Linked DNA regions of Mus musculus: region 2 is linked to region 1. The links are chromatin contacts, called in public promoter capture Hi-C maps. All regions are on one chromosome and are shown on one strand. The core of a region is the stretch at or near the end of the contact, and the rest is flanking DNA. Distances in the headings are between cores, read along the strand shown.

Region 1 (6,693 bases), core at 279-2,778:
TCTGGTAAGCTGCAGGCTCCAGATCTTTCTCTAAATAGGATGCGCTTTGCTTCCACCCTTTGTCTGCTCAGTTCCTAATTTACAAATCTTTTCTATGAAGCAGAAGAAATTTCTTTTGAGAACCTTTATAGCTCTCTGCTTCAGGGTGGAATGGCCTGGCACGTGTCTTGTTTCATTATTAATAGCCCTGGCTCTGTGTCTCTCAGATTCAGTAGCTGATCCATCTTTGGGTATCAGGGTCCAGCACCGATGCCAGCACTCCACAGACACCTGGGAAGTTAACCCACTGAATATGTTTGAATAACCCTATTCTAAAGAAAACACAAAAGTTAGGCAGTGGTGATGCACGCCTTTAATCCCAGCACTCAGAAGGCAGAGGCAGGCAGATCTCTGAGTTCGAGGCCAGCCTGGTCTACAGAGTGAGTTCTAGGACAGCCAGGGCTACACAGAGAAACCCTGTCTCGAAAAAAACGAAAACAACAACAACAATAAAACAAAAAGGAGAAAACAAGCTATAGATTTCTGCCTTTCTATAAAAGAATGCATGCTTTGGGGAATCGGGCCTTCCTCCACATCTGTCTACAGTAGTTGCTCATTAATTATTAGTTGAATGACTGTAACTCATGTCATTGCAAAGAAAGCCAAAGGCTTGGAAAAAAGACACTTTGGAGTGACTGGCCAAAAATAACGACAAAGGGCATGGGATGGAAACTCCTTTGCTGGTCAGACTCCCTACGTGGATGGCCCTGCACCTCTGAGATCTGTACCTTCCTAAAAGTTTGCCTAGCCAGGGGAGAGGCGGTTCCCTCTATGAGGCTTGGTGCTGTCCCTGACAGGCTGAGCTGTAGTAAGTGGCCTGGTGAGGAAAGTGGCTCAGTTCAAGACGGCTGGAGGGATGTTGGTTTGTGGCCATGAGGTTGCCCAGCGGCCGCGGGTCTCACCGGGATGGCGGTAATGAAGAAGTTCCAGGGGAGAAGGGTGCCCAGTCCCAGAATGAAGAAGCTGATCCCAACCAGGTGGTAGCTGTGGGGATCAATCAGAAGGTCACCCCGAGGACGTACGCCTGGGCCGCCCTAGCCGCCCCTCAGTAGAACGGACTACAATCCCCATCACCCTGGCTCAAGCAGCTAAGGGAATCGGCTGATGGGAATTGTAGTCCCGTTCGTCTTTGAGCCCAGGAGCATCAAGACGAGCGGGAATTCAAAGGCTCGTGGCCACCTGGGCCACGGTACGCAGCACATGGGTTCCCACCTCACCTGTCCCGAGGGGCGTTTCCCCGCGCCATGGTTGCCGCAGTCCTATTGCACCAGGCCCACAGAAGGCGGCTGCACCTGCGCCTACGCAGGGCTGGGAGGCCGAAGGAGAGCGACGCTGGTCGGTGTCCAGGAATCCCAAGGTCGGAGCGCCGTAGCGGAGGGTCGGGGTTGGGTTACACTGCGGACCACGTTTTGCAGGCTCGGACCTCGGCTCCGCCTCCAGGGCGGGAACAAAGAGCCATTGCTCCCCTCCCCCGGACGCCCGCTCTCCAGACTCCGCCTCGCTGGTGGCTGTGCCTTTAGGGTATTAGGTTCCGCCTTCTAGCTTGCTTCCGCGCCTGAAGCTGTGTCTCACCGCCGTCCCTTCGCCTCGCACCCGTCTTCTCCTTAGGCACGGGTCCGGAATCTCTGGGGAAGGGATAAGGACTGCGCAGGAGGGAAGGGGTCCGGTGGTTGTTGGGCACAGTCGATCTAGCTGGGAGGTTCTTCCTCTTGGCGTGTTCTAAGGTTTGGAGCCCTCTAAGCTCTAAGCAGATTAGGAAGTAAGTCCGACCAGAAGGAAGAAGCCAGTGTCATCAATTGTCGCAGAAGGTCCCAGCGCGGTGCTCCGAGGGAGTTCCCCCAGAGGTCGAGGCACTTTTGCAAACGAAAATCCCCAACATATGTGGAAGACGGACAGATAGGCCCTCCTACGGTACCTGGGTCCAACAAGGAGGATTGAACAAAGGCTCTGGAGGGAATCGTGGCCCAGGTGACGTTCGGCCCCCTCCCCTGTAGTCGCCACTGCCACCCTCAGGAGTGCTTAAAAACCTAATTTTCACTAGGCGTGGTGGCGCACGCCTTTAATCCCAGCATTTGGGAGGCAGAGGCAGGCGGATTTCTGAGTCCGAGGCCAGTCTGGTCCACAGAGTGAGTTCCAGGATATATTCAGGACTATACAGAGAAACCCTGTCTCAAAAAAACGAAAAAAAAAAAAAAAAAAAGAAAAAGAAATATATTTATGTGGACTGGTGAGAGCGTTTGCTGCCAAGCCTGATGCCCCGAGGCCACGCCCAGGACCCATATGTTAGAAAAACTGAAGCGACTCCAGCAAATTGTTCCCTAACCTCCACACAAGCACAGTGGCACACGTGCTTCTAAGTAATAAATACAAATAAATATGAATATATAAAAGTATATATATACAAGGTTATATAAATGTGTGTCTTCTAAAGAATATAGTTTTTTAGAATGTTTTTCCTATGTATCAGCCAGACCATGCTGTTACTATCCCTGTTCTGTCCTGTTCCCGGAATCTAGCCACCAGGCTTGGCTCATCGAAGGTGGTTCCTTAGATCATGGTGGACTGCAGATGACTGTGTGGTACTGGGAACTGAACTCAGAGCCCTGTGCATGCGAGGCAAACACTCTTACCCCTGGGCTGCATCTAACCCTAGCTGGTGACGTTAGGGAAAAGACAGCAATGGATTACACTGGGAAAGACAGTTACTCTTTAAGTTTTCTTTCCAGACTTCCATTATGCCAAGAGGGACAGTCTTGAGTTCAGTTCTAACAGGTTTTCAAGGCCTCTTCATCCCCTCTGCCTTGAGCATCTCTCGACAGTTTTACCTACACACAGTTAGTCACTTGCATTTTTCGAATGCTTATTCTAATAACTATTACTGACCTGTTTCCTACTTGACAGTGATAGGAGAGTGAGTCAAAGTGGGACAGGGGGTGGGATGTTGCCCTGGCACCATCTTGAAGATGGAGATGAGGGTCTGGGGAGCAGTCTGTTGTCTTGGGCTGGGATGGAAGGGGATGAGGCGTTTCAGAGAAGGAACGGCCTGTACCAGGACCGGGGACAGGAGAGTGCTGGCACACTATGGGACATACTAATAGATCCCTTTGGCTGGGAGGAGTTGGATTTTACCTCAGATTCTCAGCTCAGCCTGACTGGGGATCTGTAATTAACCAATATTTTGCTTCTACTTTGTGGCGAAATGCTGTGCATAACAGAACCCAGGCAGGACAATTTTTGATGGCACAGTGACATCCTAAGGGAGGCAAGAAAGGAAAACACTTAGTAATAAAATAATAAGTATGTGATTGGTTAGTGCTCAGACACATGAAGCAGTCACAAGCTTAGCCCCTCTTTATAAAACCAGTTTTAAACACACGGCAGGGGCACCAAAAGCAGACTCTTAAAGGCCACTGGTGTGGGCTGGAGAGATGGCTCAGCAGTTAAGAGCACTGACTGCTCTCGCACAGGTCCTGAGTTCAATTCCCAGCAACCACATGGTGGCTCACACCATCTGTAATGGGCTCTGATGCACACTCTTCTGGTGTGTCTGAAGACAGCTACAGTGCACTCACATACATAAATACATAAATAATATTTTGCCGGACGTGGTGGCACACGCCTTTAATCCCAGCACTCAGGAGGCAGAGGCAGGCGGATTTCTGAGTTCAAGGCCAGCCTGGTCTACAAAGTGAGTTCCAGGACAGCCAGGGCTACACAGAGAAGCCCTGTCTCAAAAAAACAAACAAAAAAAAAAAAACAAAAAAAACAAAAAACAAAAAAAGCAAAATCCCAAAAAATCCTGTGTCCTGAGGATGTGCCATACTGGAATGGAGACCAAGGCTTGGCGAAACTCCAAATGAAACAATGCAGCTGTCTCTCTGCAGACAGTTGGCCAAGTTGCTGGAAAATGCTGTGCATATTTAAACCTTACAGATAATTCACTATGTCTGCATGTCAAGTGGACTTACAGCCCAGGTTCAGAAAATTATCAGGGTGGTTTAAAAAAAAATGTTGGTTTTATTTGTAGCACAGTTTGAGATTTACAGGACAGAGCTCTGTGTAGTAGCTGGACGGCAACTCAATCTCCCTCCTTCAAATCCTGCACTAATGTGGCACATCCAAGGCAGTGGGTGAACCGTATGACCCAGCTCCTGCAGCACCAGGCCTGCCTGCACGCAGCCATGCTCCCCACCGTGAGGATGGACTAAACCTCTAAACTGTAAGCCAGTCCCAATTAAATGCTTAAGAGCTGCCTTGGCTATGGTATCTCTTCTCAGCAATAGAGCACTGACTAAGACAGATCCCCTGGAGCTAGAGTTGTGAAAGAGTGTAAGGTGTCTGATGTGAGTGCTGGGAACCGAACTCTGCTCATTTCCCCAAAAGAAGTTGTTTGTTTGTTTGTTTGTTTTGTTCCTTTCCCGTGCCAGTTAGAGTGATGGCTCAGTGCTTAAGAGCACTTGCTGTATTTGATCCACTTGCAGAGGATTGGCAGACACCATGCAGGAAGAGTTGCAGCTGATAATTGAGCTCCCTGGAGCCTGCCTACCATCTTGCTCAGCATTGATGGGCGCACTCTAGTGAAGCACAGCCCCAGAGACTTGGTCCCAGGATTGCTTCTTGGGGCTGATGTGCTTTCTCAGCTTGTCTTTGCCATAGTCCTCATTTATGTGGCTTGGTGTGAGTGGACACCAGGAGACCCTCACTGCCTGTAGCCTGGTGTGATTACTTCCTGGGTGATGGCCCACTCTGTTGGGCAAACTTCCTGCAGATTAGCATGAAGATGAACTTTCATGAATTAATGCTGTTTAGGTGAAATGATGACTTGATAGAATTCCTGATTTGATTAAAATAATTTTAGGAAGAAAGTTTAAGGAGATGGCTTTAGTTGTTTTGTCAGAAAGATGTAATAAAGTTAGAATCAAGAATAGAATGTGGGGGGGGGGGACTGGAGAGATGGCTTAGCGGGTAAGAACACTGACTATTCTTTCAAAGGTCCCGAGTTCAAATCCCAGCAACCATATGGTGGCTCACTACCATTGGTAATGAGATCTGATGCCTTCTTCTGGTGTGTCTGAAGACAGTGTACTTATAATAACAAATGAATCTTTAAAAAAAAAATAGGATGTGGGGCTAGAGAGATGGCTTAGTGGTTGAGAGCACTGACAGCTCTTCCAGGGGTCTTGAGTTCAACTCTCAGCAACCACATGGTGGCTCACAGTTATTTATAATGGGATCTGATGCCCTCTTCTGGTGTCTCTGAAGAGAGTGACAGTGTACTCATATAAATAAAATAAATAAATCTTTAAAAAAAGAGAGAATAGAATGTGCCCTTCTCATAGAATAGTGAGTTAAGGCTGCATAATAAGGAATACAATGAACTTTCATAAATTGGACTAAGAAGAAAAAAAAGACTTGGAATAGATAGATTTGTGATCAAGGAAAAACATCCATGCTAGGTCAGGTCCAAGGATGAAGCCACAGGTGTGCACTATGATAAATTAAAACAAGGCCGTGTGAAACTGTTGCTTTGAACTTATAGAATGAAACACTGCTTTGAACTTACTATTGACATCTTTCTGTAACTCCCCCTTTATGTAACATTTTGTCTACTAGGTAATTCTTTCTTACATAAAGAACTTTTTGTCTAAAAAGCTATAAGAAGCTGAAAGCAATAATAAAGTTGGGTGTGTGCGACTTTCTTTCTCCCCCCCCTCCCTTCCTCCCTCCTTTCTTTCCTTCTTTCTTTCTTTCTTTCTTTCTTTCTTTCTTTCTTTCTTTCTTTCTTTCTTTTCCTTTTTCTCTGAAATTGCCAGAAGCCCTCAGCTCTAGCCCCCAGAACGTTGAGAGTTAAATGCCAGAGGTCATCAGCCTTTGGCCTTGGTCCCAAGTTGTGTCCCATCTCAGTACTTGACCCTGTCAGGGCTGCCCCCTAGCAAAGGACAGGGGTTCCTCCATTTCCCAGAATCCACAGCAGACAGCTCACAACCATCTATATAAATCCCAGTTCCAGGGGAACCAGTGCCTTCTTGCCTCCTTGTGTTTCACAGGTAAAACACTCAAACACATAAAATAAAAATAAATAATGATGAAAATAAAAATAAACCAACCCGTGCCTATGTAATTCCCTTCATTTCCTCAGAACTGATTTCTTCCTAGAAGTTAACTTGTTTTCTGAATTAATAATCTTTGCTTTTTTTTCTTTTTCTCATACGTATGTGTTTGTGGTGTGCATATGTTTATTCATGTTTGCCTGTATGTGGATATACATATATACATGCATATGCCTGTGTATGTAGAGGTTAAAATCGGGACTCTCAAAAACTCTCCTTATTCTTTGAGTCAGAGTCTCTCAATCAAACCCAGAACTCATCGATTTAGCTAGTCTCACTAGCCGGCTTGCTCCAGGGATCCCTTCTCTGACTTCTGAGTGCTTGAGTTACAGGTGAGCTACCATCTCCAACATGGCATGTATGTGGGTTCCGGGGATCCCAACAGCAAACACTTTAACCGCTGAGTCATCTGCTCAGCCCAAGCTTCCCTTTTCTATAGAACTTTGGGTTCACAACAAAATGGAAGTGCACAAAGAATCCTCACACACTTCTCATGCCCGCTGCCCCATGGCCGACTTCCTGTCAGTCAGTATTACCCAAAGTC
Region 2 (7,254 bases), core at 714-3,213, 34 kb after region 1:
CATGGCCCTGGTCACCAAAGTACCCTCTTCCCATACCCCCTGCTTTTCACTCCACGTTGCCTCTCTTGCTATCACCCCTTTCCATGAAGAACAGGGGTTTCTTGACCACAAACTTTTCTCCTTGGTGTCAAAGTTCATCTCTAACTTTCTGCAGCCAGTTCTGTCCCTCTCTCCCAATTTTTTTTTGTTTTTTGTTCTGTTTGTTTGTGTGTTTTTGTTTTTTGAGACAGGGTTTCTCTGTGTAGCCTTGGCTGTCCTGGAACTCACTTTGTAGACCAGGCTGGCCTCGAACTCAGAAATCTGCTTGCCTCTGCCTCCCAAGTGCTGGGATTAAAGGCGTGTGCCACCACGCCCGGCTTCCCTCAACTTTTTAAATGGTCTTGTTTTTCAGGCTCTAAAAGTGCTTTTATATGTTCCTACTCTAAATGAAATTTTGGGCAAAAAGTTTCTCTAGTCCTTTGTGAAATGGTTGTGGGATAAAAAAAGGGCTCCCATACCCTGTGTAGACAGCAATCGCATGTAAGTGACTGAAGAAAGGTGTGTGTGGGGGTGTGTGTCTGGAGGGGTGGGGTGATGCAAAGGCCACACTACAAAGACAAGCCTGACATGACAGGTAGTTAAACCAAAGGTGCAAATTAGAGGGGTGGGGGTGGGGGGCGCCCACAAAGCCGAGATAGACTGTCCAACGCTCAATGAACGAAGGAAAAAAAAAAAAAGAAAGGTGTATGTTGTGCGCTCACTCAGTGACAAGTGCACAGGCAGAACGAGGAGCCCTGGAGCTAAAGATGGAGCAAGAATTGAAGGGAGATGGGGAGGGGACTCTGGCAGAATTAAAGGGTCTTGGGTAGGTGCAGCAGCCACTGAGGGCACAGCAGACCCTGGCTACTTGGCAGCCTCCCCCTCTTCCCGGCTGAAGCAGTGGGGAGAGCTTTCTAGAGCTGTGCGGAGGCCGGTAGGCCCCGCCCGCCGCTGCCGCCGCCGCAGCCGCCGGAGGATTCCTGTCCTAATATGGAGCTGGGATTCCCCCGGCCCCGCCCCCGCCCCCCAGCCCGCCGGAGAGACTGGGGCTCGCAAGAGGGCGGGGGAACAGCTCGTCTTGGGGGCTGACAAGCGGGAGGGGATCGTGGGAGAGGTTCAAACACACATCCAGATCCTCACCAGGCCCTGGGTCTTTGCCTCAGTTTCCCCGACAGGTGGCTAAGATGAACTAATAGAGGAAAAAGGAATCCCTGCAGATCACAGTGGAGATGTTTGTGTTCCTATGGTGCTAAGGAAATATGATCAAGACCGAATTCAAGTGGTCTCTTCTCCACAGGACCACCATTCCACCCTATCCTGGAGATTTAGACCCTCAGGTCAGGGCATGGAGGCGAAGAAGGAATTATTTATTTGAAACTGGCTAAGGGACTTTCAGATTGAATAGACCCCAGAAAAGACCCCCAGTTGTGACCTAGCCCCTCCCCAAAAGCCAAGGAAAGTCCCTCATGTAATTTCGACCCCTGCCTGGCAGATGGCGGCAAATTGGCAGAGGACCAAGCCCCTTCTCATCCTTTGCCTCCTTAGAAAAATCTATGTTGATAGCAGCCTCGCTTTGCCTTCTACAAACTCTCTTGTTAAGGGCTTCAGACCACCCTAATCCATGTACTGTTCCTCCTCCTAATAGAATGTAATGGAAAACCTGGGTCCCTGCACCCCATTCCTGGCTCTGCACAGCTCTTGCCAGCCGGCCCCCTCTGCACCCTCCCTTCTCCCCCTTCCCCCGCCCCCTCCCTCTCCCGTTCGACGTCACGGGATGACGTCGGAAGTCTGGGAGGGAGGAGGAGCACCCCCCCTCCCCAGCCAGTGGCTCCCTCTGCAGCTTGCTTTAGCCCAGCCTCCCGCCTCCCGCTGCCCCCCCCGTCTCTAAAAACGAGCCCCCCACGCCTGTCAGGAGCTATATAAGGCGGATCGAGGCAGGCGAGGGGGGCAGCGCTGCCGAGCGGAGCCCAGGAGTGGAGCGAGAGCGAGCAAGAGCCTGAGCGAAAAGACCGGGAAGCAAGGAAGAGGAAGCCTCCGGTGCATCGGGAAAGGATCGCAGGTGCTCGGGAGCCGGAGCTGGAGCTCCACAGCCGGCAGTCATGTACCGATCCACCAAGGGCGCCTCCAAGGCGCGCCGCGACCAGATCAACGCCGAGATTCGGAACCTCAAGGAGCTGCTGCCGTTGGCTGAAGCGGACAAGGTCCGGCTGTCCTACCTGCACATCATGAGTCTTGCCTGCATCTACACTCGCAAGGGTGTCTTCTTTGCTGGAGGTGAGCAGCTTGGGCTACCGGAGACCAGAGCTGACGGGGACCAGGGATGGAGGAGCTGAGGGAATGTGCTAAAACTGCCGCTTGTCTAGCACAGCGTGCTGGAAGCCTGTGGAGAGAAGGGACTTGAGGGGACCCTGGACTTCCTACTTTTTCTTCTGAGCTCCATCTAGACTAGCCTAAACGATAGTCCTAGCACTGGATTTGTGTGAGATAGAGCGCTAAAACAGAATGGTCCAGGCTCCCATTGCCTCAGAGGCACTCCAGGAATCCGGGGAGGGTACGGAAGGAAGCCTGGCAAGCTACAGGGAAAGCCTGCAAAGGCAAAGTATGAGGAAGAGTAGCTTGTGCTAGAAAATGCTGAGAGGGTCTTTCTATGCGCTCTGGAGCTGTTCGACGTCCTGAAGCCATCACCCTTTCTGGCGCTGCCCGCGGTGCTGAAATGGCCATAGCCCCTTTTCGCAGGAGCTGTCCGCGGTGCTGAATCCCAGTCCTTTCGGGAGAGCTCTGTCCACAGTGCTGACAGCAGAGGGCTGCTGAGGTTCCGGCCAGGCTTGGAAGTCCAGGGGCTCCCTGGCTAGATAGTTTTAGCAACAGGTCTCCTGGCCAAGATCCACAAGCATAGGGTCAACAGGTGTTGGCAGAAATAGGTCTATGGGAATTTCCTGTGTCTTCTCCAAGACTCAAAAGATGTTCTCTTTATTTCTGTGTTGTCCCTGATTCTTATCCTGACTCACCACATCTTCTCACCCTACAGGCACTCCTTTGGCTGGCCCCACCGGGCTTCTCTCTGCTCAAGAGCTTGAAGACATTGTGGCAGCACTACCTGGATTTCTCCTTGTATTCACAGCTGAGGGGAAGTTGCTATACCTGTCGGAGAGTGTGAGCGAGCATCTGGGCCACTCTATGGTGAGTACTAAAAGTCCTTGCATCTCAAGTTGGGGTATATGTGAGATAAAATGAGCCTCTCACTACTGAAAACAGAGTTATTAGAGGCGAGTGTGGGGGAGTCTTCCCTAAGAAAAATCATTGGTTGCAGATAGGCTCTTGCTGCCTTCACTAATGATCACTTCTCCTTTCTAGGTGGACCTGGTTGCCCAGGGCGACAGTATCTACGATATCATTGACCCTGCTGACCATCTCACTGTGCGCCAGCAGCTCACCATGCCCTCTGCTCTGGATGCTGGTAAGAACCTCCTCTCGGTTCTTCAGTTTACTCCTCTGCTGCCCTGCCCTAACTATCTACTCTCCTCCAATGCCCACCCTCTTAGTCAGTTTTTCCTTTTGCTCACCTAGATCGCCTTTTCCGTTGTCGATTCAACACCTCCAAGTCCCTCCGGCGCCAGAGTTCAGGAAACAAACTGGTGCTTATTCGAGGTCGATTCCATGCTCACCCACCTGGGGCCTACTGGGCAGGAAACCCTGTGTTCACCGCTTTCTGCGCCCCACTGGAGCCAAGACCCCGCCCTGGCCCCGGCCCTGGCCCTGGCCCTGGTCCTGCTTCTCTCTTCCTGGCCATGTTCCAGAGCCGGCATGCTAAGGACCTAGCCCTACTGGACGTTTCTGAAAGGTAAGCCCAAAGTGTTCAAACTCCAGTAAGAAGGGAGGCCAGAAAGAAGGGAACTTTAGATTCGTGATCTTAGATTCAGGGCAGGGAGGATGGGGCTTAAGTGGGCAGAGAGCATGGGAGGGAGTGAAGTGCATGCATTTTGAGTAAGGTAAACAGAAAGCTGACCTCATCATTTCCACCTTCCCAGTGTCCTAATCTACCTGGGCTTTGAGCGCAGCGAACTGCTCTGTAAATCATGGTATGGACTGCTACACCCCGAGGACCTGGCCCAAGCTTCTTCTCAACACTACCGCCTGTGTGAGTGTCCTGAGAGGCCGTGCATAACACAGGAAGCTGGGAGAAAGCATGGGAGACAGGCCAGGGACTGGCTGTGGTCCAAACTGATGTTAAGGAGTTTCGGAGGCTACAGAGTGAGCTTGAGGATGAGAAGTCAAGGCAAGAATAGGACAGAGTTAGAAAACACTGTGTGATAAGGTCAAGTGGGGAGCCTAGAGGTACAGGTTAGGGTAGTTAGAAGAGAATATGTCATGGCTCCCTCAATTCAGTGTAGAGGTAAGAAAGGTGGGTGTGTAGGTGGTGTTGATTGATGGACCTTCTAATCCGGTATTCCTTTTTTCTCCCCAGTGGCTGAAAGTGGAGATATTCAGGCTGAAATGGTGGTGAGACTTCAAGCCAAGCATGGAGGCTGGACATGGATTTACTGCATGCTATACTCAGAAGGTCCAGAAGGCCCTTTTACTGCCAATAACTACCCTATCAGGTAAGCTGTAAGATACAAGATGGCGGAGAGGGGAGGGGAGCTGAGGTCAGCATAGAAGAAATGCAACGAAGAAAACTACTCTGGTAATGGACAGCAGACCCTTACAAGCTGCCACCTCTTCCCTTTCCAGTGACACGGAAGCCTGGAGCCTCCGCCAGCAGCTAAACTCTGAAGACACCCAGGCAGCCTATGTCCTAGGAACCCCAGCTGTGCTACCCTCATTCTCTGAGAATGTCTTCTCCCAGGAGCAATGCTCTAATCCACTCTTTACACCATCCCTGGGGACTCCTAGAAGTGCCAGCTTCCCCAGGGCTCCTGAACTAGGTGTGATCTCAACACCAGAAGAGCTTCCCCAACCCTCCAAAGAGCTGGACTTCAGTTACCTGCCATTCCCTGCTAGGCCTGAGCCTTCCCTCCAAGCAGACCTGAGCAAGGATTTGGTGTGTACTCCACCTTACACACCCCACCAGCCAGGAGGCTGTGCCTTCCTCTTCAGCCTCCATGAACCCTTCCAGACTCACTTGCCCCCTCCGTCCAGCTCTCTCCAAGAACAGCTGACACCAAGTACAGTGACTTTCTCTGAACAGTTGACACCCAGCAGTGCTACCTTCCCAGACCCACTAACCAGTTCACTACAAGGACAGTTGACAGAAAGCTCAGCCAGAAGCTTTGAAGACCAGTTGACTCCATGCACCTCTTCCTTCCCTGACCAGCTACTTCCCAGCACTGCCACATTCCCAGAGCCTCTGGGCAGCCCCGCCCATGAGCAGCTGACTCCTCCCAGCACAGCATTCCAGGCTCATCTGAACAGCCCCAGCCAAACCTTCCCAGAGCAACTGAGCCCCAATCCTACCAAGACTTACTTCGCCCAGGAGGGATGCAGTTTTCTCTATGAGAAGTTGCCCCCAAGTCCTAGCAGCCCTGGTAATGGGGACTGTACACTCCTGGCCCTAGCTCAGCTCCGGGGCCCCCTCTCTGTGGATGTCCCCCTGGTGCCCGAAGGCCTGCTCACACCTGAGGCCTCTCCAGTCAAGCAAAGTTTCTTCCACTACACAGAGAAAGAGCAAAATGAGATAGATCGTCTCATTCAGCAGATCAGCCAGTTGGCTCAGGGCGTGGACAGGCCCTTCTCAGCTGAGGCTGGCACTGGGGGGCTGGAGCCACTTGGAGGGCTGGAGCCCCTGAACCCTAACCTGTCCCTGTCAGGGGCTGGACCCCCTGTGCTTAGCCTGGATCTTAAACCCTGGAAATGCCAGGAGCTGGACTTCCTGGTTGACCCTGATAATTTATTCCTGGAAGAGACGCCAGTGGAAGACATCTTCATGGATCTTTCTACTCCAGACCCCAATGGGGAATGGGGTTCAGGGGATCCTGAGGCAGAGGTCCCAGGAGGGACCCTGTCACCTTGCAACAACCTGTCCCCAGAAGATCACAGCTTCCTGGAGGACTTGGCCACCTATGAAACCGCCTTTGAGACAGGTGTCTCAACATTCCCCTACGAAGGGTTTGCTGATGAGTTGCATCAACTCCAGAGCCAAGTTCAAGACAGCTTCCATGAAGGTAAGTCTAGCCTGAATGTCCAAGAGCCCTGCCCTTCTAATCAGACATTGCATAGATTGGGTGAATCAGTCCCCAACTCTGAAACTCTGTTTTATTAAGAGAACAATATTACCTCCTACTAAGAAGAGTAGTGAGGTAGGAATAATACAAAGCTTTGTGTGAAAGATGAGTAGACCTGGTGGGCGGGGGAGGTGAGCTAGAAAAACGCGATAGACAATCCCTAGGCAAAAGCTTGAAAGCTTCTGAGAGACCTAGACCAGACAACACCGTCATTTTATAGACAAAAATAATCAAGGCCCCAGAGTTAAAGAAACTTTAAGTGGCACAAAAATTGATAGAAGTTGATGCTTCCCCCTGAAGGGGACCCAGAGCAACAACTGGTTAAAATTAGGAGACAGAAAGAACAATGCCAAGCCCCTAGCTCCAATCTGGCGGCCTTGTGCTGTTTGTCCAAAGCTGTGGCCACAGTTTCCCTCCATATTTGCATATTGCCTCTTATCTGCTGACACCCTGGGGATCAGTTCATTTGGCTAACACATTTGACGTCCATAGACTATAGCAATATTGTACCACTGCCTGAGCCCAATGACGCTTTTACTGAATAAGCTTGACTAACATACGCACTTTCTCTCTTCTCTCTCTCTCTCTTTCCCCACAGATGGAAGTGGAGGGGAACCAACGTTTTGAATAAGTCTGTGACTTAACGTCTTCAAGTATGGCATATTGTCATCAAGACGTGGAGCCGCTCTCCACCCCCCCGGGACTGTTGGGGGGATTCTGGGGGCCAGAGGGGGATATATCTGATTCTCCAGGCCCTGAAGGATTTAGGGGGGAGGTGGGAGGGTAAGGGAGGGGAGCAACTTTTTAAAATCAAGAGACTTCGAGCGATCCCAGTTTCCATTTCAATCTGTATTCACTCGTAGTGAGTTTCCTTGAATGGATTTCAAGCGGAGAATGGGGGAGTCTCACTTCCTCACCGCGCTGCCCCATGGGCCTGGGCCAGTTCTCCACTCCTAGGGGCAAAGCCACCCCTGGGCTTTGGTGGGGGAAAGGCATGGCCCACCTGGGGCTAGCC

What was found. Capture Hi-C pulls out chosen DNA fragments and counts their contacts.
Region 2: a promoter capture Hi-C map of adipose tissue shows a contact between it and region 1. A contact is called at or near these places in 5 of 39 promoter capture datasets (3T3-L1-derived adipocytes, the HPC-7 cell line, maxillary cranial neural crest and 2 more), 19 of 484 Hi-C or Micro-C datasets (the AML12 cell line, the AtT-20 cell line, B cells and 13 more), 20 of 130 datasets of targeted methods (CD8 T cells, the NIH/3T3 cell line, the SCID.adh cell line and 10 more) and 2 of 9 other capture datasets (adipose tissue and liver).

Annotation. Positions count from the first base shown.
Region 1 is chr19:5,018,841-5,025,533 of GRCm38.p6, reverse strand. Slc29a2 (solute carrier family 29 (nucleoside transporters), member 2) reads right to left here and starts at 1,528. Exons shown (of 12, transcript NM_007854.3): 1 at 1,257-1,528; 2 at 942-1,023. The coding sequence starts at 1,285.
Region 2 is chr19:4,984,680-4,991,933 of GRCm38.p6, reverse strand. Npas4 (neuronal PAS domain protein 4) reads left to right here and starts at 1,963. Exons shown (of 8, transcript NM_153553.5): 1 at 1,963-2,292; 2 at 3,047-3,198; 3 at 3,373-3,475; 4 at 3,586-3,859; 5 at 4,047-4,156; 6 at 4,484-4,619; 7 at 4,750-6,179; 8 at 6,838-7,254. The coding sequence starts at 2,118. The coding sequence ends at 6,866.